4 separate regions of the Mus musculus genome follow, and regions 1, 2 and 3 are each linked to region 4. Evidence: chromatin contacts called from public Hi-C, HiChIP or PLAC-seq and promoter capture Hi-C data. All regions are on one chromosome and are shown on one strand. Each heading gives the region's core, a stretch centred on a gene start, on an enhancer-like site or on the middle of the called end of the contact. The rest is flanking DNA. Distances are from core to core; before and after follow the strand shown. Region 1 overlaps Opcml (opioid binding protein/cell adhesion molecule-like). Region 2 overlaps Opcml (opioid binding protein/cell adhesion molecule-like). Region 3 has its middle 38 kb from the start of Gm30791. Region 4 holds the start of Opcml (opioid binding protein/cell adhesion molecule-like).

Region 1 (6,532 bases), core at 1,233-3,732, 210 kb after region 4:
CTGTCAAGTTCAAGTTGAGACATGATTTGTTTAACCTTCTTTAGGGGCAGCAAAAGGTCAACTGAGTCCTGCCTTTGTACTGTTTGGACAGGTTAAAAATAGAGACAGCCACATCTTCATGCTCCTGTGGCTTCTCTGCGTGCTCTGCTCAAAGGTAATGGTGACCTCGGCAAACCCTCTCATAGACACTGAAGCCCAGGAGCTCGTCCTCACCAAGGGCGTTGGTAATACAGCTCGCCCCTCTTGCAACCTAGGAAGCTTTATGAGAGCAAGGCTCCTTGTGCTCATACAGGGCCTGATACTTGAGCCCAATGGGCGAAGGTTTTAAAAGAAAGATTTGCCAGCATGACCATGCTTCTGTCTGCCTATTTATAAAGATACATAAAGTATTAGAAAAATTCAGAAAAATGATTCAAGGTAAGATGTTATATACAAAACAATGAAAGGGAAAGAACAGGTTAATTTTTTACAACTGCAAAGTTATCTTTTTTTTTCAGATAGGAATAAGAGGGAATTTTTAAATAACTCAGCACCAACCACCAAATAGATGAGAGGTCGAAAGTAACAAAACGGTCTGTAACGTCTGAGACGTACAGACTCAAGGCTTTAAAGGCTAATGAGCAAAAAGTAAAAGATCAGAAGAAAGGCGAGAGCCAGAAGTTCAGTGTGAGGAAATTTGCTAGGGATCTAGCTTAGTAGTAGGGTGTGTACTGAGCATGTGCGAGGTCTGGAGTTTGTGCTCCAGCATTAAATAGATAGATAGATAGATAGATAGATAGATAGATAGATAGATAGATAGATAGATAGTAAGGTAACACAATTCAAAAACATATGATTAACATGGGGGAAATGACAGAGTATAAAAAAAATCACAACACTTTTCAAACCTCAAGGTTTTCATTCTTCCAAGGAAATAGGCACATGCTTAGGAACAAGGCAAAGGCTGAGGCTGGGCCCTTCATGATTCCCATCCTCCTTGGAGTTCCGTAGTCACAACAGAATGCCTCAAGCATGGGAGAATGCCTGCAGCATCATGTGCGCAGTCCTTGCCAGAAGGATCTGATATGAGCATCCTGCACTGATGTGTAGAGATGCCGTCCTCAGGCAAGAGGAGGCAGTGGGATGTGGGGAGTCACAAATCCACAAGGGCAGCTCCTCCAATTCACTCTTGAACCTTTTATTTAGAAAGAGCACAGAACAGGCCCATGGATAACCAGATCTTTTCACCATTTTCTTTAATTTTAAAAAAATATTTTCATTTTATGAATGCTTGGCCTGCATGATTGTCTGTGCATCACATGGATTCCTGGTGTCTGGAGGCCAGAGGAGGGCATTTGATTTCTTGGATGTGGAGTTACAGATGATGGTGACATTGTGTTGGTGCCGAGAATCAAACCTGGGTCATCTAGAAAGGTAGCTAGTGTTTTTAACCCTTGAGCTAGCCCCTGCCATTTGTTTTTAGTCTTGATTCTTCATCAACACTTGCTTCATTGGAAATCAAAACAGAAAAAAATATTTTGTAATATCATGGGTGTAGGTTCAAATCTCTACCTTGCCAATGGCTAGATATTCAATTTGAGCCAATTTTATTACTTTTATTTTAATTGCCTGATATAAAAAAGGAGGGTTTTTAGAAGGTCTACCCCTCTTAATTACACTAACAAAAACATTTTCTAGATTGTGGGCCAGTTGGGGCCATAAGTCATTTCTTATTTGCCTTTCTGTCCTCAGTACTTGGTAAGTTGCCCAGGATATGTGAACTCTTGAGTGTGTCTGAAAATAATAATAACGAAAGCCAAGCTTTATGCATTGCACTGCAATATGCCAAGAATTATGCTGCACATCTTATTTTGGTTGCATCTGTTAATCTGTAAAACATGTCCGTTAGGCTTGCCACATCATTAACCATGTTATAGATAGAGTAGGCTTAAGAGTAACTTTCCAAAAAGCTAGGTTGTTTTCAGTTTTTCAACATAGTTAATGAGTTAACACATGCCAAGGTGTTTCAACAAACCCAGGAGTCAAGACAAACTAGGTGTGTGCTGAAGAGTGGAAAAATATCTCCAGCATCCATGCAATATTCCTCAGAACTCTGTCCCTAAAATACCTCCAAGTGTCTGCCTAGCATCCCTCCTTACAGACCCTGAAACTATGGTGCAAGGCTCATGCCAGTTTACTCAGGATCCTCTTTCTCATGATGCTCTGGCTTCTACAGCCTCTACAGGAGTCTACATCCAGCCTTCTGCTGGAGAGCACTGACTCCCATTCAATCCAGGTGTGGGAGGGCTAAGTGTGCTTACAACACCTTGTATCTTCTAAAGTTTAGCTTGATTATATTCTTGGCAATTACTGTGTTCTATGGGAGAAGTCGAAAAGAGATCCGGTTAAAAGCATTCGCAGAGCAACTAAAGCCAATCTGAAGGAAGGGAGTGTGGCTGTATGGAGCGACAGATTCATCAGTCTGAGAATGCCTGTCTTAGCGAACCCGGTGCTGACTCTTCACTGCTCCCTCTGCTTCCCTGTCTAGAAGCCTACTGCTGGAGAGAGTCTTTGAGCAGCTGCCACTCCAGATGGACATCTAAGGCCATGTTATCCCCGCAATTAGCATAATATACTGGAACATTACCATTAATCCTAGAGTCTGGGCAAAACCATCACACAAAAGTATGCCAAGTTGGTCCTTTATCACACACTGGACACTCAGTAAAACATTACAAACAGGTAGGCAGAAAGACAGACAGACAGACAGACAGACAGACCCCATACACTTAAATTCCTCATACTCCTGTTTCCCACACAAAGGGAAAGCTAGGGTGGAATAAATCTCTTAATTGTTTTTTTTTTTGGGGGGGGGATTTTAATGATGTAATGGCAAGAAAACAGCAGAGAGAAAAACAGCTTTTAGAATTGTGCTCAGTTTTGCTGAAGAAAACAAGAAAGATGAGCAAGAAATGAGGCTTAATTTTAATGAAGGGAAATTTGAAGCTAAGTAAAGAAATTGCAGGAAGTGGGAGTACTTGGGATTCAGACAAGAGCAAAGTCTCACATTCCCTTGTGATGGACAAGATTTTGTTCTTAATGTCTTCATACAAGAGGCTGAGAGGTAGAAAGCACTGTACAACCCAGAAGAGAAATCTGAAGTCCGGGGAGGAGGGACCCACTTTATTCCCAGAGAATTTTGGTGGAGGTTGGCTGAGGACACGTCTTTCTCCACAGTTCTTGAGATTCTTACTTCCCTTCCATACAAATGCTTGGAACACGGGAACGAGCTGCATATCTTGGCAAGGAGTCATCCTCCTGCTTAAAGCAACTGGATCAGATTTCCCAATGATGAGTTCCTATGACATCTTTAGCCCATTAGTGTTTACCCTGTAAAGAATTCAAAACTGTATGTGTTTTAATATACTAAAAGTATGGTATACATGTAAGCGTAAATACGCATATGTATCTAATGTCTCTCTCTCTCTCTCTATTCTTTTTTTTTTTGGCTCTTTGGTCTTTTCTACGTTCCGATAGAGGTTGGCATTACTTTGATGGGTATAAACTTTTGTTGACATAGGAAGACAAAAACAATTATCTCCACTTGAGAGTTGACACTAATAAACTAATGAGAGAGAGAGAGAGAGAGAGAGAGAGAGAGAGAGAGAGAGAGAGAGAGAGAGAAGGTGTGCATTTATGTATATTTTGTTATATACGGTACTATTGCTATATAAAATGCTATAAACTATATGTGTTTGTTAGTTTTTTGACAACATGACACAATTCATTCCACTGTGAATGGCGCTATTCCTAAACATGTGGCCTTGGGCTGTATTAAGAAAGCAAGCAAGCCTTGGATAGCAGGCCAGTAAGCAGCATCCTGCATGGTCTCTGAATCAATTCCTGCCTCCACATTCCTGCCCTGGCTTCCATCAATGATAGGCTATGACAAAAAATTATAAGTTAACTTAACTCTCCCTCCCCAAATTGTTTTCATTCTATGTTTTATCACAGCAACAGAGATGCAAACTAGAACAGTATTCCCTATATGTTTGATATAATCTATAATATAATTGACTTCAATATATAAACATATATCATACAGACACATACACACATACACACAGGCAGACAGACAGACAGACACACCCCTACAACCTGATTTGCTGTAACAGGAAAGTTGACCTTTGATGCCCTACTGAAGTATAAAACAATAGCTTCCTTTAAGTGGAAGATGGTAGGGGCCAATTGGACAGTAACATAAGCAGAGGAGTGACATGGAATTGATTCTCTCACTGGCTGTAACAGCCCCCAAGGAGGCCTACTGACTGAAGTACAGTCAAAGCTGGCAAGGCTTCCAGGCTTACTGTCTGAAAACAATCTCTACCTTTCCCAGGAAATAAGGTTTTGTGTAGAAACCAGACTTTTCATTTTACTAAAAACCCTAGGAAATGTCCAACTATGTAAGGCATAGGCAAGTATTTGACAATGTTCTCAGTGAACAGCAAAGTCAAAACCACAGATCCCAAACCACAACCACCACCACCACCACATAAACAACAAAATCACAAACAAAAAAAAAATCCCCAAAAAACAACAAACCCAGAAGCCCTCCAGGTAATTTGGTGAGAGCCACAAAATGCTGAAGTAAATCCTTATCAGGAATTTTAATGAGCAAAATAAAATATGAAATCTGTGCGATTAAAATCAAATCTTTCCCCTTCTGCTCAGCAAGCACAGGCTGCCAGAATGAAGGCACAGGCAGGCACTGGGAGGCCTTTTGTATTTAATTACTGCCAGGATTTTTCTCAGTTCAAAGCTCTTTCTCAAGCCTCCACAGGGCTAATAGAGAACTCTAGAGAGTAAATAAGCTCTCCTCTGTGTGATTTGGAGTACTGGACGGCAAACAATAAACAAATGTTGCAAGACCCAGGCCAATTTGTCTTACTCTACATGCCTGCGAGGGTGGGGGTCCCACGTGGATTTGGAGGAGGCAGGCTTTATACACTCCAGCACCCCCCTTAAGCAGCAGATTCACTTCCAGCTATTTTGGTCTCCTTTGGGTTTTCCTAAATCTATGACCATCAGAGTGTCCTGGGGAGGTATCTATCCACATAGCATATGTCACCTAACATCTATCACTTCCTGGAAGTGATACTAGTTCACCCTGCCTAGATGATTCCTCTGCCCACTTGGAAATGGAGTTAGCATCGCCCCTGCTTTGAGCTCCTTGCTCTGAACTCTAGATGCTGATGAATCAGGGGTAATGTCTGGGCCTCAAACAATTCTCTTTAGTCCTTAGTCATCACACATTGGTAGCTTTTATGGACATGACTTGGGGGCACATGTTAATTTAATTACCATAGTGCTACCTGCCTACTCGGTACCACCTTTCCATATACATTCTGTCCTATTTTACTCCAAGTAGTGATTTTGATCTCTCATTTCCGTAGCCAAGAGAGTGGGTGTCTCATGTAAGTATCAGAATCGAATAGACCACGAGAGGTCTGCTAAGACACTCCAGAAATCCAATCTTTTGCTTCTTGGAGGAGAAGGTGATAATTGATGTTTTGCCACCAGACACCCTAGTGGGGAGTTTAAAGCTAGTATAACTCTAGGCTTTGGCAGGGTACATTTTCCCAGCTTGTTTGTGTGAAAGGGAGTGAAAGTGGTGGGAGGGTTGGACCACAGGTTTCTACGTCCCTGGATAGTGGTGTCCAGTGCATCATGCAAGCACATCTCTTTCCTGTATTTAGCTCAGCTCTCGTCATGTGTTCCAATAGGTAAATTCTTGCTTTAATTTTGTCCTTTAATAATCGTAACTTAATTTTTATACAGTAGGACTTGTGTAAATGTTCACTGAGTAATATGGCATCTGCAATATCTCTCAGTTGTTTATTCAATCTTTCAAGAAATATTTGTTGAGCAGATGTTATGTGTCTGGCACTATGTTGATCTCCAGGATAAAGCAGCAGGGTAGATGGGGACCTGACAGCACGGACAACAAAATGGACATAGAGAATTGAGCATCTTTTGCAGACAGAGCTGGGAGCCCTCACTGATGAATGGACAAAGGCAGTGGGTAATAAATAATTCTTGTATTATTGGCTTTAGCAAGTACATCAAGGATGGAGCATGCATGTGACCTGGGAAAGAAAGATTGAAGGTATTCTCAGGGGGCTTTATCATCCAATCTTTAATCCCATTGCTTAATAATTACAAACTGTTTTTAACCAGCAAAGGTCTAATATTATTATTTTTTTTTCAAAATCAAGTTGCTCAGGGACTGCCTTACTCTTAGTAGAATGTCTGGAAGGTGGAGTCTAAGCATTTCTGTTTGTAAAAGATCCTCAGATGACTTTTAGCTTTCCCACGATGGAAACTACCACTATCAAATGTGATGGTAAATATGTGAATGTTTGTGGGAGTGAGTATAGGAGAGGTGGGGTACAGAGAGGTATACTGTATGGAACAGACTTTAGTATTTTTCTGAACAGAGCATAAATAAATGGGCAAAGCTACTGGATGAGTAAAAAATGCATGGTTTAGCTTT
Region 2 (7,362 bases), core at 1,806-4,305, 130 kb after region 4:
TTGGCCTAGCTCCTTTCTCTTAGAGGATTCCTTTGAGAACTGCACTGGTCCCTAATGATGCTTTCCAAGGCAAACTGAGAAAATAATTTCCAGGGATTGGCTCATCAGCCACCACTTTAAAATAATAGTGGGGTCAAAGAGTACTTGTGAGCCTTGCTTTGAAAGTTCAGATGTGGACTAAAGATTATTCATCCTTTTTAAAAGTTAAATCACATTAAGTCCTCCTTACCCCTGTCCCTGAGCTCTCTAGTGTGACAGGGACAGGTGGGAAGAACTTCCCACCATCTACAACTATTGTGCATGCCCTCCTTAGTTCTTGACATTTGAGGACCCTGCATCTTTCATGCAAGCTTGGGAGTTTACTATGTATGCCTCAGTTTCAGCATTCTTACTTAGCCTTCATCCACTACAATTTTGATATACATTTAATTCCTCCGGGTAGTATTTGGAATTTCACCCACCTGTAGGTCTAGCCAAGGGAGATTCAAGTGTAAGAAAACTGGAGGGAAGAATGAAAACTTCTGACTAACTGCAGGGAACCATGACTGGATTTGAAAGCACACTGTTAGTGTAGGTCAAGGGATGAGTGGTCCTGTTATTTCTAAAGTTAAGTTGGAGCTTCTTCTGAATTACTGCTGTACTTCACAAAGCCTTTCCTGGCAGCAGGCAGAGGCGAATCAGAATACACAACAAATCGTGAAGGGATGTTTTTGCTTTAGTGCTTTATTTAAAATATATTTCTTCTTTAGAGCCCATTTGGAGACTTGCTACTGCTTTGCTTTGTTTCCCCAGCAACATCAAAAGAGCCAATGGAAATGAGAAATTTCCCCTTAACATATCTATGCTTTCACTCAAGGGGAGAGGGAAAAGCACCCAGCTCCCCCCCCCTCCCCCAACTTCTAAACCACTTCCCAAAATAGAGCCAGACAGCAAGACAAGCCAACTCATGCCTCACAACCTTCCAACCCTTCTCAAGGGAGCAATTACAACCTAGAGAAAAAGATCCTGAATGCATGGCCCCTTAAAGCAGCTGAACATGTGTGTGGGTATCTCCTGCCCTGCCTCTCTTCCGTAATACTCACAAGAAAAGCAATTTACCAGGGGACTCAGGAGTGTGGAGGTATCAGATGAGTTCAGGGTAAGTGTCTAACCACACAGATTTCAAATAGAAACCTTAAGGCCATTCAACCCATGCCTGCTTGTTCATATGCTATCCTAGTGTAATACTAGCTCTCATAGGCTGTGAGTAAGCCTTGTTCATCCCAGGCAGTTCCAGGATCCTGAGCATCAAATTAAAACATCATGGCTTTAATTTTCATCCTGAAGGCTTGGCATGATCTGTCTTCTCAGTTGGCCTTATTCTTTATTACTTCTTCACCGTCAGCACATCTTTCCTTGGCCTATCTCTGCCCATCTTCTGTTTACAGATAAATGATGAAGGCCTACCCACATGTTCTCAGAGTACAGGACATTTCTCATGATTATGGGACTCACATAGTGTGATGTTTTCTGTCTCTCTGACTAGACTGTCAAGCCCTGTAGGCAAGAAACATTTTTTTGGAAGATTAACTCATTCTATTTTATGTGAGTATTTTGCCTGCATGTATGTATATTCAGTACATATGTGCATGGTACCCAGTTGCATCTCTTAGAAATGGAGTTACAAATGGTTTTGAACCATCATGTTGGAATTGAACCCAGGTCCTCTGAAAAAGCAACAAGTATTCTTAACCATTGAGCCATCTCTCCAGCCCCAAGACTTTATTTAGTGCCTATGGGGGCATACAGCTCTTATCTTTGATCTAGATGCTTAACTGATGACTAAGCCTTTAACTTAAACTATCATCCTTGTTTTGAGTGGAATTGAGTCTCTTACTATTGATATGATTCAGAGTAACTATCTGATATCTGAACTGTGATTTGTGGCCAGTAATTCAGATGGCAGAAAAATTCAGGCCAGCAAGATAACCCAGGTGGTTAAAACATTTGTTGCCAAGACTGATAACCTGAATTCAATCAACAGAATCCACATGGTGGAAGAAAGGAATTTATCCCCTTTGCCTTACATACTAGTAACATGGTGTATACACACACACACACACACACACACACACACACACACACACACACGCATGTGCACATGCTCACACACAAAATTAAAAATAAATAAATGAAAACCAATAGATTAGCAGATCTCAACTTGTGGGTCACAACCTCTTTAAGGGTTGCATAACAGATATCTTGCATATCAGATATTTACATTAAGGTTTGTAACAGTTGTAAACTTACAGTTATGAAATAGCAATGAAACAATTTTGTGGTTGGGGGTCATTGCAACATGAGGAGCTTTATTAAAGGGTTGCAATATTTGGAAGGTCAAGAGCCACTGGCAAAGATAATATATGTAAGAAAATGACTTCAAATATGGAGCTTAAAAGCAGATCTCAGCAGCAGGAATCATAATTGTGCTTAGATTAGATTAATTGTGCTTGTATTAGAGAAATTTCGTTGCTTGAATCTCCCATCCGGAGACAAGGTGTTTTTAGTTTCTAATCATGGATCAAATATTCTCGATGGTAATATCAGCATTCCTATCCCTCACTCCAAAGATTTTTCTCCACCACCTCCTAATCACATTCTTGCTTTGTCTGTTGAGTTTTCTGAACTCACCACTTAGGCCTGAAAGATCCCTGGCATGAGCCTGCAGAGCCCTGTTTTATGACCAAAGAGCCCTGGCTCCAGAACTGAGCTCTCTGTTGCTGCAAATGTGTCTACACCCCAGTTTCACCATCTGTGAAGCCGAGCTTGTGCTGCTTGCTGTTCTAGAGGGTCATTGCCTCCTTCTGTTGGCAATCTACATTCGTTCTGTTTGATCTTCCTGCTGTTTGTTTCTCTGTCCAAGGTATGTACCAGGGACATAGAGGGAGCCTGTAGCTGAGTAGGTGTGAAAAAAAAAAAAAATCAAACCTTAACAGAAGATAGGGAGTGGTTGGCAGAGATAGAGATGAAGTTATTCAATGGCAGAGAGGTGAATGCATTCAAGTTTGCAGCCCTCAGAGGCCATGATTACATTCTAGGATTGCAAACTGCCAGGCACACAGCAGGTGTTCAGCTTCTAGCAATACACCCACTCATGGAGCTGAAGAGGCTGGAGAAGTTCAGAGCTTTGTTTAGCTGGTGAAGCAATGATTCAGGGTGTTTCAGAATTATTACCTAGATTTCAGATCCTTGAGGGCCTGGTTCAGGAGGTCTGGGGAAAGATGAAAACTTTTATGTGTTTAAGAAGTGCCCCAAGCAATCTTGGTGGAATTTTCTGATCTGGCTCCCTTTCTCTGAGGTAATTTTCCGACCTGTGAAATCCTCTCCTGTGGGAGGCAATTAGAACCTTGAGAGATAGGGAGTGAAAAGTGGAAGACATCCAGAAATAAGCCTGGGCAGAGGTAGTTGTGACCATTTGTGTTCGAGAACTATTGTCTTCTGAGGTGGCGAACTAAACAAATGTGAGTTTCTGAACACTAGCACAGTCCCTGCATCTCTATTCCTGCATGGAGCACTGGAAGGTAGCAGGCTTCTATCACCTCCACCATTGCATGCTGGGACATACTCCCATCACGATGCTCTCTGAAGCACAAAATATGCATCTAATAGACTGTCATTTTTCAAGGGAGAAACTCACATGTAAGCACACGCATTGACCTTTATTGCTTTATATTGTGAAATACAATAGAATCTGAAGATTGACCACTCTAGTTAACCTTCAACTCCTAACTCTAGAGATTAAAATTGGACATTAATTCAAGCTTTGTCTTTTGATATTATCTCTAGGTGTTACTGTCTAGGCTACTAATAGAATACCCTAAAAAGTATTCTGGGATTATTCTTTGTGCAAGTCTCATCATTATAAGATGTATTTTGTATTATCCAAAGCAGTCTTTGCTGTTAGGCTTCAGCTCCTACCAAGAGGGGAGAAATACGTTTCTAAGCAGCTTGAAGATGAAGGCAAGTAGGAAGAGTCAGAGGAGGATAGAGTGTACTTCATTCCCCAGGCTGACTTTTGGAAATCATGGCTGGAAAACAACATTCCAGGTTCTCTTGCACCAGGTGATCACTGATGTATTTATGCCTCTGATTAATGAACTTTGCAAATTAACCTCCGCACTGCTCTGTAATTGCGATTAAGGTTTCAAAAAATCACTTAAGCGTATGTTTCCGCTACTTCAGACCCTATTCCAGCCGGATGGCCAGCTCCCTATGCTGATTTCCCAAAGATAATGCCAGTCTCCTGACCTCTGAATTTACAATTAATTACCGCATTCAGCACCTAAATTACCCCCATTCTTGGTGTGCCTGGCTTTATCTCTCTGCACACACAAGCCTGGCTTTTAATTAAAGGCCCTCCAAATTAAATGAAAACAAATTCAATTATTACATCTCATTGGAAGAGCTCACAGCATATCCTGACAGCATTTATCCAATGGGCAACCTAGGGAGAGCTCAGCTCCCACGACTTAAATTAATGTGCCCAGTAAATGATTTTTCTTATCATTGCCTGAACAGGTTTTCTGCCACTGGGTCAGCTCTAGCTGTGGTCTTCACTGTCTCTGGTGAGTGGGGGGTGAACCAACATGTGTTCTAATACAATTCCTCCTTTCTCTATCTGTTCTGATCACGCCTTATTTCTTATTCTCCTTTGCATAGAAGGAGAAGGTCTCCCATTCTGCTCCCTTTGTGACTAGGAGATAAATACCCTCCAGTCTCTGTAAGTCTAGAGGTACAGCTCCAACATGCACCTCATAAATTTAGATCCTTATCCAGGGCATTTAGGGATATCCAGGGGACCATGAGTATATTCTTGAATCCCTATGCAGCCTGAAGTATAGAGAAATGTGCACTGAATTGCAATTATTGTTACGATAGATCATAACAATAATCATAATAATAATGTGTTCATTGAGAACTGTAATGTTCCAGGCATTGCAAACAGCACACAATTAGACACCGTCCATCCCCAGTGGACCTATTATATTTGTGGAAGCAAAGTAAGCTCTAAACAAACAGAGCAACAGAAATGAAGTGTAGGGAGAGTACAAAAGGGAAGAAATAATTTCCTTTCTGGTTCCTGGCCAGCAGAGCCATGTATTTTTCTCCCTTGCATGGGACACAATGCTTAGTCTTCACTTTGTCCTGGGTTTCCTCTGTGGTGTAAAACTCTTTAACTGGAGAGTGAGAGGGCTGGTAAAAGGAGGAATATCCTTGGATGGGAGGCAAGAAAGTAGATCCGCTATTGCTGTAGAAGTGGGCATCATCTGAAGCTTTGAGATATAGGTTCAAGACAGATCCTGTTGTCTCTGCTCAAGGCTTGCAGCAAGGCTGTGGAAGGGCTGCTTCCATAGGCATTGGGCCAGATTGCAAAGAAATATCTAGGCGAGACAAGAAGCTAGAAGCAGAGGTGAGTCGATCTGTGTGAAGATCAGCAGCTTTCAGGTCTTCTGTGTCTCATATCCTATGGTGGAGGAAGGAAGGTTGAAATGCAGATTATGACAGAAAGAACACATATATACAAGTAGTAGGGGGCAAACCTGGGGAACAAACCATGGGCTCTGAAAGTAGAGCTGAGATCCTAAGCCTGTGGCTGCCAGACACAGTCTGCCTGGTGGGTCATGTTCCCCCAAATACAGTCCACACTCTCTAAGGAACCAGGGGTGCCTGTAGAATTCTGTGGAACATCTGAAATTCCAAGAGAAGGGCACGGTTAGCAACCATGAGCTTCCCTAGTGTCTCCTGGTTGTGTCATTGAGATGGGAAAGTCAAGTGTTTAAAGGACTGGAGCCACAGTGTCCTGTTTCTTCACATTCTTGGTTGAGCAAGCATCCTTTATAGTTGCCTTTGCTGGGTGCCCTGCTTTGGTGCCTGAAGCAAGCCCAACAAAAGCCTGTTAGGGATAAACAAACAAACTGATTAACAAACAAACGAATTGAACCTCTCAAGATATTGTACTCTGATTGGGGCATGGAAATCTACATGCATGAGGAAATTGTAAAATGTCAAGTGCCATTTCCCTGTGATGATTCCTATAGTTGCTCCATGTGTTTATGATACATCGTAACGTATTATGTAGTTATTATCTGCTTATATCTTATTCTGCACTAGAACAGACTTTGCAAATTGACTTGTAGCTTTGGGAAATTTTAACCCCACCCCCACCACGTCTATGATCAGTACTGCTTCTGGCATTCAGCACTTCTCACCTAAGATCAGGTGAGACAACACCTCAATTCAAATAACTTTGACCATAACAGTCTCAGCCTCCTTTGGACACCTCTTCCACTTTCTGTTTCTCTATTAAGCATCGCTTAACCAGCCTAGTCTCATCTATGACCTATATGAGACAGTGTAGCCTCATGGTAAAGAGGCATTTGTATTGGGTGGAGTTGGAGATATGGCTTGACAGTTAAGAACACAAGAATATATTTCTCAAACAGAAAACTTGAGTTTGTTTTCTAGCATCCATTTCAGGTATCTAACACATATAAACCCAGCTGATGTCATTTTTTTTCTAACTTGTGGAAAATTGTACTAAGATGCATTTACCTGCATGTGTACATACACACATGTATGTGTGCTGGCACACACTCACTTGTGCATACACATGCACATGCTGACACTTGAAAATAATAAAATGTGTTTAAAAACAAGACAAAAAACAAAAACAAAAACAAAACCTTAGCCACCTGGGTGACCTTGGAAAGTCACCTTGTCCCTAGATTGTAAGGATGGGAAGGAAGACACTGATACTTGACTGTGGTTAGGATTACTTAAGTAATGAAAGCTGTGTGCACTGAGGTCATACTCAGCATGTGGTGTTATGTGAGTGTTAGCTTTTGTTTCTCCCAGTCCTGAAGGGATTGTAGGATGCTATGTGCCCTCTGAAAATATCTCTTCATGTCTATCTGCTCAGGCCAGCAAACATAATTGGAAGCAATCTCTTTGTAGAGGTAATCAGGTTAAGATGAGGGTAAACGAGAAGACCGATGGCACTAAAAGGAGATGAATTAAGACTCATGTCAAGGAAGATCCGAAGACACAGATAAACAAGAAATGCCATGTGAGGAAGAGAGTGGAGATTGGAATGGTGTGTCTACAGGAAGGAGCTACTTCAGACACACAAAGCTGATTCTCCCCCACAGCTTTTAGAAGAAACTGTCCTTGTCACTGTCTGGATTTTGGATTTCTAACCTCCTGTGAAGGAATAAATATCTGTTGTTCATAACTACTTAGTTTATGGTAATTGACAGGCTGTGTAAGCACTGCTCTGGGGAGTCACTGAACATCCAATGGTAGGAGAGCTTGGGCAAGAGAAAA
Region 3 (7,161 bases), core at 2,354-4,853, 230 kb before region 4:
CTACACAGGACCAGATTTGTAGATACCATTCTTTTGACAAAGAACAAATAGCTTTACCTTAATGGGTCTCAACAAAACCCCCATCTTCAGTGACCTTCTCAGTATCCTCAATACCTAGAGCCCCAAGACAATTCTAACATCCCCCTCAAGAGCTCAGACCTTAAAATCATTTAGGAATCAGAAGATTAAGCCGGGCTCACACCATCACAGGCTTTAAACTGGCAGTTTAGGAGACTATGCCTAAGTTTCTCTCCCCCCCCCACCCCCCCCACCCCCACAGATGGGCGTGTCTGCGCAAGTCAGTTACTGGAAAAACCACAGCCTGTAGGCAGTCACTCAGAAGTTGCCCTGCCATCAGAAGCTGCTCCACCACCTGGCCTGAGGCAAGAGCAGTAAGTCAGCAACAGTTTCCAGCCTTCTCCCCTAACCGCCAACAATAGTTCTGGAATGTTCCCAGAGTCCTAACCAATTCCAAAGACAGCTATACCCCAAGAGATAAAGATAAAGGTCACCTACCACTACCTGGAATCCCTCTAAAGTTGTAGTAATTGTTGATTATGCCTGACACGGGGATGCTGCCTGCTTCAATGGTTTAGACACACACACACACACACACACACACACACACACACACACACACACACACAGAGCTTTTATACTTTAATATGTCTTAAGCAGCACAATAGCTTGGCAACTGCCTAGCTTCCATGCTGCCAAAATCTACCTCCTGCTGATAATTCTGAGTTACTACTTACTCCCCAGTTATTGGCTGCTGGCATCTTTATTTACAGATCAGAACCAACTGGGCACAGGTTCCAAGAATCTATGTGTACATCCTCACATGTAAACAGTTTTTTGGGGGGAGGGAATCCAATTAGTGTTTGAATATAAGCAGCTATACCCTAGTCTGCTTTAAATTGAGCTTTCTAGCTCATTTGGGCATCTCCATTTTGTTAAATTGTAGACCCCTGCATGCTGGACTTCTGCAGAATAGAAAGCACTCTTTGTTTTTGCATACTATTTGTGTTTGCAATATCATTCTTTGGTGAATCACAGACACCTAAAGGAGACTGCTGAAACTGGAGGATAGATATAACTTATCTTCTCCATGAAAATACAGAGATTAAATTCCAAAGCCATTCATGGGAAGAAATCAGGATCTAGAATGGAGTTTTGGTCATACTTTCACATATTCCAGGCATCCCTGGCCTCAGGTCAGGACAGATGCAAGGGCATTTTTGGGTCCTTATCTCTAAACCTAACTAGCGTGTTTCATCTTCTGTTCTCATTAGCATCATCCTATGGGCTGTGATCCCAGACCAAATAAGCAAATAGCATTAGCATTCATCTTTATCTTTTTCCTATGGTGTCATGTGATCAGCTATCTCACACTCCTGCTGTCATGTGTTCCTGCCATAATAGACTGTGTTCTCCAACTGTCAGCTAAGACCAGTCTTTCCTTCCTTACATTACTCCTGTCACATACTATATCACAGCAACAGCACAAGCAGCCACAGCAGCAGCAGCAGCAGCAGCAGCAGCAGCAGCAGCAGCAGCAGCAACAGCAACAGCAACAGCAACAGCAACAGCAACAGCAACAGCAACAGCAACAGCAACAGCAACAGCAACAGCAACAACTGAGAAGGCTAGGCTGACTCCATGACAGGCTTCAAATTGGCAGTTCAGGAGATGAGGCCTAAATCTCTGGTTCCAAGAACTGGGCAAGCCCAGGCAAGTCCAGGCCTCAAAAGCTGCCCTGCCACCTAGCCTGAGGCAAGGACAATGGGTCAGCAGCAGTTTTCAGACTTCTTCAGTAACAGTTTCCAGCCCCCATGCCTTGGTAATAGAATGTCCCTAGAGATGGAGTAAGATAAAGGTCACCTATTCCAGAGTCTCCTAATGTGCTTTAAATCAGGCTTGGGAACTCACTTGGTTGTCTCTCAATCTTGGTAATGGAGACTCCAGCATGCTGGACTTCTGCAAGATAAAATATTCTTTGCATATACATACTATGTCAGTCCAGGGTATCATTCTTCAGTGAATCATGGACCCTTCCACAACCACAACAGCATTAGCTGGTGTACTGCATATTCATTTTCTTACAGTGCTGGCAATCTATCCCAGGATCTTTTACATGTTAGGCAAGTGCTCTACCACTGAACCTTACCCCCAACTCCTTGAAGTCAGGGTATTTGATGTATGATCATTTGTGTGTCAAAGTCCCTAAATAGGAAAGGCCTTGTTCCAGGGATTATTTTTTGTTTTGTTTGTTTTTTATTTTTTTGGCAGTGATCAGTGCTGCAAAAGTCACATCATGCAGCAGAACTCATGAGATAGATTTATTGGATGAAGGGCATACAAAAGGCTGCCCCTAGGTGAGGATGGAAAAGAGCTTTGTAGATGGTCTATAGCACATGTGGATAGCTGTAACCCATGGGGACAGTGGAAATGTGTTGCATTTGGCAGCTGATGATAAGGTTACCCCTGGCACTGAGTCACTGAAGGCAGATTGGGGAGCCCCTGGTTCTGGGATGTGGGTGATTCTCAGTTTACCAACCATCAGGAATTAAGCTCTAGGGAAAAGGGCATCAGATAACTGGATCAAAAATGAGCGATAGCTAAGCATTTAGTCAGATGAATTGAGTATCTAAGCAAGGGACATTATGAGATCCCTGGAGGTAACCCCATGGATTAGGAAAGACAGGTTCTGGGGGAGCCTAGAGGTGAAGGGACCCCTTTGTGAGAGAATGGCCAAGGAGACAAGTCTCCGGGGATGACATAGGTTTTGATTAGAGACTCGGGGTGGGGTACAGTCAAAAAAGAGGGGAAGGGAAGATATTGTGTGATTTAAGAAGGGGAAAGTTCTGAGGGTTCTGCAAGATGAAGGGAAACACTTGGGGAAGGAGGTCTTATAAGGAGGAGAAGGTTTGGATCTAGTGATTCCCAGTCTGAGATCTCCATCCAGGTAAGCGGTAGGGTTAGTACCACATGACAAAAGGGATCAGAATTAGACCCCATAGGCACCAGAGCCTGAGTCAAGGACTAAGGGTGTCTTGAAGTCACTGTATATGGGCAGAGAAAAGGCTGACCGAAGATGTTAAAATTTTATGAGTGCGTTCTATGTGCCAGACGTTTAAAATCCATTTTACATGAATTAATTTGTTTCATCTTCACAACAGTTTTATGTGGTAGGTACTACTATTGTCTTCCCTTAAAGAATAAGGCAAGGAACTACAAGCAAGGTAAAGAAAACCAAGAAACAACACCCAAGGTCACACAGCTTGTTGGATCAGAGGTAGGTCTCTGAGTCCATGCCACCTGCCACTCTATTCACTCCCCAGGCCTGCCAGGCCCACACTAATCATGTGACCATGGGTGAATTATGGGAGCCTTCCAGCATGTTCAAGAAGAGGTGAAAGATGGGAATTAGTGATGGTGTGGAGGGCCCTTGTGAGCTACATAGAAAATGAATGGGGGAGGTGAGAGAGACCCATGCCTTTATGAAGCCAGCTAGATAAGAAACCGCATTTAAATAGAGACACCACATGCTAGCAAAGCAAAGAAAGGGAAATAGAAATTCCTGGAGATTCAGGCAGGGAAGGGCCTTTCATTCAGAGATCTGATTGGAATTTAGGGGGAGGGGGGAGAGCAGAGAGCTAATGCGAGAAAGCTCAGACTTTGTTTTCTGCTTAAAGGGAGCCTCTCAAGGCTTAATCCCACTGAGAGCTCCAATCTCTCAGAACCCAGACTCACTGCCTTCCTTTTTTTCTTTCCTTTATTTATTTCAGCCATTTTCTGAGAGTAGACATAGAGAGAGCAGAAGGTGGAGGCACAGAGGAGAAACAGCCTTTCTCAGCAGTGCTGTGTCCTGGTGACTGAGCTGACAGGAACCAAGGTGCTTTGCAAACTGTAACAGGAGGTGTGCTCTTAAAGAAATGCAGTGTGGAACAGCGACATCAGCAGTAGGAGGAACCGGTTTCAGCCATGGGCTAAAAAATCTTCGGGGAGTCAGTTAATTATAGGAAGGTGGCAGTTCCTTACAGAAGGAGAAAGCGAGAGAGAGAGGGAGAGAGAGAGAGAGAGAGAGAGAGAGAGAGAGAGAGAGAGAGAGAGAGAGAGAGAGACCCTTCCAAGGTGCTGTTTAGAGAACTGAGTACCAAGTTTGCACAGACTTCAATGTACTATCTTATCTGCTAGCCCCAGCAGGTGGAGCAGAGATGACATCCACCTGTCAGAACAAAACAAAATATCTTTGATACATGCCTACTCATGTCTTTACACAGGGGAAGAGGGCCTGAGATGTGTGCTTTGCAGCAGAGTGGCTTCACAGGGCAATCCTCTGCTTGGATAAGTCCTGGTGACACTCTTTTACAGGGTATAAGGAGTTAGTCTCAGGAGTGGCCAAGGTTCTTTGATGCTCCAGCTCTCTCAGCTTTCCTTTCCAGCATGGCTACACCTGGCTCTTGTCAGGAAGCTCTACTTTGAGTGACAAAATTTTAGGGCTGGTGCCTTAGCAAAGACCCTGGAAAAGGGCTATTGGGCTTTGCTGGCTGTGTGTAGCCACTCCTCCATCCCCATTCTAAGAGTTTCTAAGCTGACATTCTTGCTGACAATTCTCTCTTTCATCAGAGACCACCGGACAGGAGAGGGCAGAGCATCCTTGCAACTAGAGGGATGTGAGGAGCACCCGTTCTGTTTGCTACTTCCTGGGGTTTGTAAGGTGGCTTGTAGTAATTTAAATGTTACAGTGTTCTCCACTAACCCGAAGAAGTGTTTGTTGGTAGTCAGAGCATCAGATAGGTGGCATTTTTTTTGCAAAGGTTTAGGTAGTTTGCCTGAAAGTGCCCTTCTTCCAGAGCTGAGAGTTGAGGTTCAGGTTTCCTATAGAAACAGCCCCATTTGGTGAGTAGGAGGTGACTTAAGCTCCTGTCTCCTTGTTCTTCCCTGGAGCTCCAGCAGACTCTCTCTCTCCCTCTGCATACAACATGCATACTAATTGAAATCTCTCTGAAAAGGGGCCTTCTTCCTGACAGAGCCTTAAGACTAGATGTAGGTTTTGAAAAACCCAAGATGGCATTGCCTGTAATTATAAAGTAATTGGTGTAATTGAGAGCTCAGGGTCTCATGCAAATCACCCTGTTTTTAACTTTACATCAAGACTATTTTTATTTTTAAATGAAAAAAAAATCACGAGCATTTGGGTATGGAACTTGCACATTTCCATGTGCTGAATCTTGGTGTAGCTGTGCTGGATTGGAGATCAAGTCACTGCCAGTTCTGCGTGCCATGGGGAAAGTCCCTAGACCTCTCTCAGCCTTGGCTCTTTGCTTCTAGAGGACAGGAAGCATAAGAGAGACCATAGACCACAAACCACTGTGAAGATTGAATAGCACAGACGCATGAGGCTTCCTGGTTGTTTCTCTTCTTCCTTAGGAGATGAGTGTAGGGAGAGGAAGGGGTTACTTGGAAGAAAAAGGGGGAGTCATGGCTCAGATCTTGAAGAAAGACCTGGGTCTTTCTGTTCTCTGTGTGGAGGAGATTGGGTGGGGTTAGATGGTTAAGTGGTAGGACCTATGAGAAAGTACGGTGGAAAGTATCACCTTGTTAGGTTTTGTGCTTAGCTCATGATCCAGCCAGCTTGGTTTTTTTTTTTTTTTTCCCCAAGATCCTCTTGTGGGTTATCCTAGCTGCTACTGTTTTACCTGACACAGGTAAAGGTAACATCCACTGATATGTGGCTCAATGAAACCCTATTTAATAGCCATGGTACTTCCTAAGTCTGCCTCCGAAAGCAACAACACACGTGTTGGCAAAGATCAACAGACATTTATTTTCCCACAGTTCTAGAGATCAGGGATCCAAAATGCTGCTGGGTCACACTGCCTTAGGGATTTCAAGGAAATATCTTCTTCTTGCCTCTTCCAGCTTCTGCCTCTTCACCTGGATCATGCCTCTGAAGTATCTGTATGGTCTCTTTATGTGTTTATAACAATGTCTGTAACAACACTTAGTGCCTTCTTTTATAATACAGGGTATTTCTCTTATCTCAAGATCCTTAATCCAGTGATATCTGCTAAGGCCTCTTGTTCAGTTAACACATTGTAAAATTTTAGAGTTTAGCATTTAGTTTGTCTGGGGGACCATTATTCAACAGGGTCAAAGGTTTTCTGAAGCCAGGCTGGCTAAGTCCATACCCATGATTTTGTAATTATGGGCATAATTAATTGGTTGAGTTACTTCCTCTCTCTTTCATGGTCTATTTTATCGATAGAATTGGGGGAAATAATAATGCCTGCCCTGAAGAGCAGCTTCTAGGATTAAACCACTTCATATATATCATAGCATTTAGGAATGACCTTGTCGCATAGTGAACCATCCAAGTAGTCACTATTGCAATGTCTACTTTTCCTTTGAAAACTGGTTAAGTTACTTTTCTGTTGCTGTGATAAAATGTCACAAATAAAGCAACTTATAGAGAGAGGAATTTATTTGGGCTTACAGCTCTGGAGGGTTAGAGTCCATGATGGCAGAGGGAAGGCACAGTACTGTAGGAGCAGGAAACCTCAGCCTCACACCCTGAACTTCAAGTACAAATCACAGAGAACTAACTGGAAATGGCACAGCTTCTGAAATTTCAAAACTTTCTCCAAACAACACCCCTTCTCCAGCAAGGTCACAGCTCCTAACCCTTCCCAAACAGTAACACTAACTAGGGACCAAATATTCAATTATCTGAGCCTATGGGGGACTTACCACACTGGCTATAGAATCATTATAATTACACTTAGACTCTTCTAGAATTTGATTGTATTTGCTCTGCACAAACTTTTGGTATAGATTTAACAACTGGCTACTATTATGAAGACAAGGCCAACTGAAGTAATGTCCACATTCAAGTCAACCTGTCAAAATCAGTCATGGTTATTTTTTCAGAAATAAGTTTTTTAAAAGTCTGCCTTATAAGTCACATGAAATCTCAAAGGACCCCAGTATTCCCTCAAGCTGTGAAAAGAGTTGAAGGATTCATACGTCCTTACTTTCTGTTTTTTGTCTGCTGTTCACGTGGAGGGTAAGAAAGAGATGGAAAACAGAGAAGTAATATGAAGACTGACTCCCTTTTACACACAGCCCAGTGCTTACTTGATAACCATGCTAAAACCA
Region 4 (7,298 bases), core at 1,391-3,890:
GGACAAGTTACTTAACCTCTCTAAATCTCAGTTTCTTCCTCTCTTAAATTAGGATAAGGATTAAATGTAATGCCATAGCTGAAGTCCTTAGCCAACAAGGGGTTAATGAGTTGCCCAAACAGACTAATGCTTCAGCACCACATTTAGATGAGTCTTTCCTCTTCTCCTGCCATAAGAGACTATTGCCAGACCTCTTCTGTGTCTGCTAAGATGAAAACAGTTCACATGTTCCCTAGAATCGTTCCATAAATGAATGTCATTCATAGTCTTTCTTTTCTCAAAAGGAAATTAACTCTTTTGTAGCATAATAGGAAATCTCTAAATTGCAAGACTTTCTCCACCAGCATGGCTCTTGGTTTTCTGAAGGCCTCTTGTTTGTGTCTGCCAGTCCCTCTCCTGGTGCTATCTACCCACTTCCTTTCTGTGGTCTATCTGATCCCTCCCTGCCTTGCAAGTCTCTTTGTGCATCAGAGGACTCCACCAGCAACACTTCTTCAGAACTTCAGTCTGGTACTGTCCTTGTTCAGAGCATGCATGGATAGCTCTGCTTACACAGGACATACTTCCCAACTGCGACTTTTCTATGTAAGGTATATGTATTCTACTATCTTCTATATACATTCACGAATATACTATTCCTTGATTTTTTTTTTCTAGAGAAATCTTCAGATATATCACATGGCTTTTGCAGACAAGAAGAAACAATGTTCTTCCTTGGCCCAGTCTTGGAAAAGCACTGTATATTAAAACAACAACTTGCTAAAAGCTGATGATGATGCTATCGATCATTGTGTTTGTAAGAAGGGAAATGATCAATGTTCTACTTGTTTAAAGGCAAACATCTTATTTCCTAGAAAAAGTGACGTTCTGTTAGATGTAAATGAGTTCTGTGCATCCTTCTTCTTCATCAAAACTGGTTTTATGATAGTGCAGACTTGGGTTTGGATCTGGACTCATTAGCCATGGAATGTTTCTCAAGTCACTGGTAGTTGCTGAACTGAAAATTTAGGGTACTGGTGTCTACGGGGTAGAACTCTGGTGGGGGCAGCTGAATTAACACCTGTACTTCCCTGTCCCATAGGCGGTGCTGGAAATACATCACAGAAACAACCAGGGAGGAAGGGAGAATGTCACCTGGAAAGTCACTCACATATAAGAAGTAGAGCACATGCACAGAGCTGGGGAGGAATCCCAGCAGGCATGGGGTCTTTGGAGAAAACCTGGTAACAGAGGTACTTTCTCCAGAACCTCCGTAATATCCAGTGCTCTTCTCACTGCCCTTTCACAGAGTTCAGGGGCCATGCAGCAGTGTGCAATTCACATTCCAGGGAGGACAGATAGAGTGTGTTTTGGCTGCCTTCTGTAGTGTTCCTATAAACTATGATTACACAGATGCAAATTGGATCATGGTGAAAGAAAGAAAGAAAGAAAGAAAGAAAGAAAGAAAGAAAGAAAGAAAGAAAGAAAGATTATTATTCCCTAGGCACTCAAGCCTCTTCTCTTTTCTTCCCCCGTCAGTCATTGGCCATTGAAGGAGGTGAAGGATGGCTGGCCCTCTGTTTCAGGTGAGCAGCCTGCAACTTTTTTTTTATTTAAATCTTTTGAAGAAAGAAAGAAAGAAAGAAAGAAAGAAAGAAGAAAGAAAGAAAGAGAGAGAGAGAAAGAGAGAAAAGAAAAAAGAAAGAAAAAAGAAGAAAGAAAGAAAGAAAGAAGAAAGAAGAAAGAAGAAAGGAAAAGGAAGGAAGGAAGGAAGGAAGGAAGGAAGGAAGGAAGGAAGGAAGGAAGGAAGGAAGGAAAAGAAAAGAAAGGTCAAAGTCACAGGCATGGCTGTGAGCCTTCTTCTGAGGACTTCTGCAAGTCTCTTCTTCCTTAAGACCTAATCTGGATGTCCCTATCTAAGTGTGCTGGGATCATGGCAATTGTTTGGGGTTTTGTCTTGGTAGAATTCCCTAATGCTCTAATTTGGGGGAGCTGGCTCAAATTAGATTCCCTGTATCTTTGATGAGAAAAAAAAAAAAAACCTGAACATGTCCATTTTCCAGCTGGGGAGTTAGGCTGCTTTCAAGTACTCTTGCTGGCGGGATGGGGACTTGATGCCTTTGAGCAGCCTGTGAGCAAAGCTCTGGCTGCATCCTGGGCTGGAGACCAGGAAGAAGGAATGATAAGGTCTTGGCATGAGCATTAGTCAATTTCTGCCAGGAAGCAGCCCTTTCCTGATCCTTGTGTCCCGAGACCTGCTGGGGTAAGATTTAGGAAAGGGCATTAGACCCCTCCTGCTGCCCACCCAGGAGCGGGTGTGCCCATGCGAAGCACACTGGCATACTCACACAGATCCCAGCAGTACTGCTGCGCGGTGAGGGGGGTGCGCAAGGGACAGGCTTCAACTCCCCTCGGAGTGGAGCCTTCCCAACAGGAAAGTCTCCCGGTGTCGCTCAGGAGAGTGGAGCCAATATGTGGCTTGGAGGTGGTCTGCTGTGCGCCCAGTGAAGATTGGTGCTAATGATTCTTAGCAGTTGTGTGTATGTGCAAGGGGAAAAAAAATCAGAGACGCTGTCTGCCTGCTCCCATCTCGCGCGCTCTCTCTCTCTTCTGCTCTCTCCCTCCCTTTGCAAACATTGGATTTAAACCTGCTCAGAATTCAGCACAGAGGAAGCAGCCTCGGTAGCAGCAGCAGTAGCAGCAGCACCAGCAGGAGCTAGCCGGGCCGCCGCGCACCACAGCCTCGAGATGTACCATCCCGCCTACTGGATCGTCTTCTCGGCCACCACTGCCCTGCTCTTCATCCCAGGTACCCAGCAAAGAAGGGTGTTTTCTCTCTCTGAGCAATGATGCCGCTGCTAGGGCAGAAGGGGAAGAGGGAGAGGCAAGGAGGAAAAGAGGGAGTGTAAGAGGCATGTGAGTAAGATAGGCTTGCCGCGTGTGCACACACACTCACTGGCTAGCTGGCTCTCAGGCAGACAGATGCCCACAGCAAGCGATTTGCTCCCTTCTCGGGAGAGCTGGGTTCGAGATCCGCACCGTGCTGCAAGGCGCTGCTGGTTCTGTGAAAGGCACAACTGGCATTGACCAGCTGTGGTCCCAAGGGTGACAGAAGAGGGGCTTAAACTCCGGGGCGCAAAAGCCTTCTTGAGCGCTGCTGTCGGGACCTGCAGCAGGAACTGGCATCCCGCTCAGTACTGGTCTCTGTTTTTCTGAATGTAGTAATCTCTGCGTCTCTGTTTCCTATGCTTTTTTCTTCCCCCCTTCCTGTTTTTTTTTCTCTCTTCCCAACGTTCTCTCCTCTCTTCTTTTCCATCCTTCTGAACCCTTCCCTTGATTCCCACTGCAGATCCCTACCTCCTTGTTTGCCTTCTCATTCTTTCACGAATTTTTCTCTACTGCATTTTTTTTTGTCTTAACACAATCCTTCCACCACCTCTTGTCCTTTCTTTATCCTTCCACCAAATGGGCAGATTGTGCCTTTGAAATCCACTTTCTCCTTCCTAATCATCACATCACAGCAGAGACATAAATTTTCCCTAGTAGATTTGATCTGGTCCAAGCCGGGCGAATGTTGGGAAATCTAATCCCAGTGGAGGGTTGCTAGAGTCCCAATGGTGGGCAGAGATGTTAATGCAGTGCTCTTTCTCACAGCACTTACTTGTTTGGGCAGACCAAGTCTGCAGTGACCCAGGTAAGATGCTTCAAGGCAACCTTCGCAACCCTCCCCAGTCAGCCTGCTAGACTCCTTGCAGACTCCCGCACATCTTAATAGGGTTGGTAATTGCTTCAGAGCCTTCTGCAAGCAGAGGACCATGCCTGCAGGCATCTTTCACACAATGCTGAAGGGGCTTGGAAGGCTTGCCAACATTTTAGGCAGCATCAAAGGGTCTCTGGGTCTTCCACACTAAACCTCACCCTTTAGGGGGCATTTCTTCCTCTCTCTCTCTCTCTCTCTCTCTCTCTCTCTCTCTCTCTCTCTCTCTCTCTCTCTCTTCCCTCTCTCTCCTCATGTTGCAAATGGAGATAGCATGTTTTCCGTTAAACATTAGCTTAGACCTAAATTCCCTTACATATGTACAGACATGAATGCCAATATTGTTAACCCTCACGTTCATAGGTGAAGCACATAATTCTTCATTTTATATTCAGGATGCCTCGGTGAGGTTTTCTTCCCTTTCATTTAAACCTAATTCTCCAAAGTTCTTCTAAGCTAACAAAGAAAATTAGAAAAAAAGAAAGGAACTTATTGGGATGAAAGAGAAAACTGATGATTTTTTAAAAAAGAAAAGATATCCCTTGTATAATGTTGCACCACTTTATTAAATACATTTTAATTCATTTGGAAATTTTATGCCTCCCCATTAAGTTTTGAATTCTATTTCTCTGAGAAGAGATGGGTTCCAAACCAAATTCCCAGATGTCTTTTGGGGCTGGCAAGTTCAGAGTTGGGAGGGTGTCCCTTTTCTTTTTCTAGGGTCTCCAGTGTTCCAGTGGGAGTGGGGAAAGCCACAGGCAGAGCCCAGTGCTCAGTACCTGCTTGAGCCTGGTAGAGGGAGCCAGGTGGGTGCTTCTGGTCCTCTGCAAAAAGAGAAACTTTCCTGAGAGTTCAGGAGGAAGCTCATCACGGACTAAGACTAATCGCTCCTCCCACTGTGGTTCTAGGGGCTTGGGTTAGGACCTTCCTGAGGACTGGGTGGTGAGGATGGGTAAAGGACGCACTTCACAGGGTCTCTGCATCCCTTGTGTCTGTCCTAAGGACAGAAAGTGAGTAAGACCAATGGGCTGAGTTTGGGACACAGTGCACCCCAAAGGAAGCTACAAACTGGGTTGAAACTTTCCTCTAGCGATATCCTAGTACCGTAAAGCACTAGGGGTCAGGGAGTCCTGGCTTACAGCTATAAGTCATATTCTACCATAGACTTTTTCAAGGGGCTTCCACCTGCACTTCCCAAGCCCTGCCTGGGTGTGAGGTGAGGGTGACAATCCAGCTGCAGTTATTTGGGAGAGTAAGATAAACATCTGCCTAGGGTTGCCTTTACCCCAGTAGGCAGGCTTTACTACCTTACTCCGAGGGATGCTCTCAGGTCTGAGCATCCCTCTGAGATCAGGAATAGGGAGGAAGAAAAGTTGGTGTTAGTGGAAAGAAGGGAAAGAAGACACCCAAGGCCTCCAGCGGGGTCCGAAAGGCCTGTGGCTCCTCATAGCTCGCATCCTTTACTTGCTTCAAAGTCTTCGTACTTCTTTTTAATTTTTTTCTTTTGTTTCGAACCCTGCCTTCCCTCCCCAGAGGTTGGCACCAGCTTGTTAGCCATGTACTTTCCCAGCAGGTAAAACCAGGCTAATGTGATCACAAAACCTTGACCTGGTTAGGCCTCCGTGCTATCTCAGTCTGTAGCTTTTCATTTCTTCGAAAAAACACCTTTTCAACTCAGAATAATTTTCAGGTTAATGCTGTTGTTGCCTGGTACTTCCCAGGGAGACTGATGTTCATAAATTGTTTTCCTAAGCAGAATTTCTAGGGTGGGAAGACAGTTGCAAGGGGCAGAATACTGAGCTCATATTCAAGACAGGACAGGGAAGGGGATATGGTTGACAACATGTCACGCTGAGAAGCATAGTCCTGAGACCCTGGGCATCCAGGGAGCGAATGATGAGGCTGAGTTGGTTGCCACAGGTAGAAAGAGACATTAGGGTCTTTGATAAGAGTATTTCTGTGTGTGTTTCTCTCTCTCTCTCTCTCTCTCTCTCTCTCTCTCTCTCTCTCTCTCTCTCTCTCTGTGTGTGTGTGTGTGTGTGTGTGTATGTGTGTGGTGTGTGCATGTGTGTGTTTGTGCGTGTATGTGCCTATGTGAGTGCCTGTATATATATGTGTGTGTGTATGTATATATATTTGTGTGTGTGTGTGTGTGTGTGTGTGTGTGTGTGTGTGCTGTTTATGCAAGCACACTGGGAAACCTAGGCCACATCATACATCCCAGGAGTCTTTATGACCTTGAATCTGGGCATCGATGGGAAGGTAAGTAGGGTGGAGGAGCTGGAAGTTAAGGCTGCTGGATATTTGTATCAAAACCGCCAGGAGATAGGAGCTCAGATCAACATGTGAAGTCCATCTTAGACAGGAATATGTATAAATGCTGAGTACTTTAGGTCCCTCTGATGACTTCCAGACCAATTTGTCTAGTTCAAAGTTGCTGTCCATGAAATGCAGTCATTGGGTGAAAACACATCTTCACTCCACCTGTCTTAGCATCATAGCCATGAGACAGGGTGGGGAAGGCTCTACAGAGTCTTAGGTAGTTGGGAGAAAGACTGAATTTCTAAGCTGGAAGCCTGTTTTTCTACTATGTAGACCTTCCCTCTGGTGTGTCCCTTTTACTCCTAGGTATTCAGGGGTCTTCTCTCCCATGTACTGAGCAAAGACCTGATATGAAGACTGAGTCTGGGTTTGTGACCTGTCACATCTTACACAGGTTTTCCACCATTGGCTGTCAGAAAGCCTTGGGCTTGGCTGGAAAATTCTCAGAGGCTTAAGTTGTCCTCATCATCTGCAAGCCCCTTTCTCCTTTGTGTATTTCACTTTATGAAGGATCTTGGATCTTTGGACTGAGACAAGGACATGAGGAATTTTTAATGATTTCTGTCCCCACCCTCTCCCAGTGTTGAGAAGCCTGGAGGGCTGTTTCTCTGTGTGAGAGGAGTCAAGCAGGAGACTGTAAGCCCCAGAGTCCACTGAGAGGACCAAGGTCCAGGCATCTGATTATTGAAAGGTTTCACCACCCTTTTGCCAATACTTCCTTCCCATCCCAGCTGTCATGTGGCTCTCAATCCCTGTAAATGATTGGCATATTAATAAGGTCAGACCAAGTCCTGGTGGCATTCAGTACTGGCCAGTGACAATAGCAGGGATTTAAAAGAAGACAGGCAATACCTGGCGTTTTAGTTGCCTAGAGCTGGGTAGTGTGAGATCAATCAGTGATCCCAGATGGACTGAGATTCTTGTCTGTTGCTTCAGGCATGCTTGCCTCCTTCCTTTCCTCATGTGGCACCCTCAGCCACAGCCCCAAAGCCTGGAGCATGTAGGAGATGCCTTAAGTAGCCCACACCTGTTTGTGCTTGTGGTCTGGCAGTTCTAGAGCCTGGATCTCTTGTGTCAGCCACTGGAAACATCACGTATGCTTACAGCTTCAGCCTGGCATCTGAGCTTCATGGGGCAGCATGTCTGTGGGCAGTTTTCTACTCAGTGGATCTCCACACCAGCTTCTGTGCACGCTGAAAGCTGAGAAGTTACATACTATGTGTCAGAGCATTTAGTTTGT

What was found. Promoter capture Hi-C pulls out the DNA fragments that hold promoters and counts their contacts. A called contact is a pair of places that touch in the nucleus more often than the background predicts. HiChIP or PLAC-seq counts read pairs in DNA pulled down with a chosen protein or histone mark.
Region 1: a contact with region 4 is called in a promoter capture Hi-C map of hippocampal neurons, with 4 times the contacts expected there. The contact joins the enhancer-like site here to the promoter of Opcml in region 4. A contact is called at or near these places in 9 of 39 promoter capture datasets (the 3T3-L1 cell line, 3T3-L1-derived adipocytes, the C10 cell line and 5 more), 4 of 115 datasets of contacts at active chromatin or transcription factors (embryonic forebrain, forebrain, neural progenitor cells and 1 more) and 2 of 9 other capture datasets (embryonic stem cells and pancreatic islet).
Region 2: a contact with region 4 is called in a Hi-C map of the N1E-115 cell line, with 6 times the contacts expected there. The contact joins the enhancer-like site here to the promoter of Opcml in region 4. A contact is called at or near these places in 5 of 39 promoter capture datasets (the 3T3-L1 cell line, the C10 cell line, cranial neural crest and 2 more), 1 of 15 datasets of contacts at CTCF or cohesin (the NIH/3T3 cell line), 2 of 484 Hi-C or Micro-C datasets (the N1E-115 cell line and cerebral cortex), 2 of 115 datasets of contacts at active chromatin or transcription factors (PVALB interneurons and neural progenitor cells) and 4 of 9 other capture datasets (adipose tissue, embryonic stem cells, liver and 1 more).
Region 3: an H3K4me3 HiChIP or PLAC-seq map of forebrain shows a contact between it and region 4, with 6 times the contacts expected there. The contact joins the enhancer-like site here to the promoter of Opcml in region 4. A contact is called at or near these places in 2 of 39 promoter capture datasets (embryonic stem cells and hippocampal neurons), 3 of 484 Hi-C or Micro-C datasets (cerebral cortex and forebrain), 4 of 115 datasets of contacts at active chromatin or transcription factors (embryonic forebrain, forebrain, neural progenitor cells and 1 more) and 3 of 9 other capture datasets (embryonic stem cells, liver and pancreatic islet).

What each region holds. Positions count from the first base shown.
Region 1 is chr9:27,994,184-28,000,715 of GRCm38.p6, forward strand. All of the region lies in intron 1 of Opcml (opioid binding protein/cell adhesion molecule-like), which reads left to right. Among named protein-coding and RNA genes, the nearest start is that of Opcml, 210 kb to the left of the region's middle. Within about 2 kb of position 2,483, at least 5 of the 459 cell types and tissues checked have an H3K27ac peak or open chromatin away from gene starts, as enhancers often do. A contact at or near this core is called in hippocampal neurons, where this site is marked.
Region 2 is chr9:27,921,391-27,928,752 of GRCm38.p6, forward strand. The region is part of intron 1 of Opcml (opioid binding protein/cell adhesion molecule-like); the gene reads left to right. Among named protein-coding and RNA genes, the nearest start is that of Opcml, 130 kb to the left of the region's middle. Within about 2 kb of position 3,056, at least 9 of the 459 cell types and tissues checked have an H3K27ac peak or open chromatin away from gene starts, as enhancers often do. A contact at or near this core is called in the N1E-115 cell line, where this site is marked.
Region 3 is chr9:27,553,163-27,560,323 of GRCm38.p6, forward strand. No RefSeq gene overlaps it. Among named protein-coding and RNA genes, the nearest start is that of Gm30791, 38 kb to the left of the region's middle. Within about 2 kb of position 3,604, at least 19 of the 459 cell types and tissues checked have an H3K27ac peak or open chromatin away from gene starts, as enhancers often do. A contact at or near this core is called in embryonic stem cells and forebrain, where this site is marked.
Region 4 is chr9:27,788,659-27,795,956 of GRCm38.p6, forward strand. It overlaps Opcml (opioid binding protein/cell adhesion molecule-like), which reads left to right and starts at 2,641. Exons shown (of 8, transcript NM_177906.5): 1 at 2,641-2,788. The coding sequence starts at 2,728. It overlaps Gm39314 (a long non-coding RNA gene), which reads right to left and starts at 2,411. Exons shown (of 3, transcript XR_870601.1): 1 at 2,328-2,411.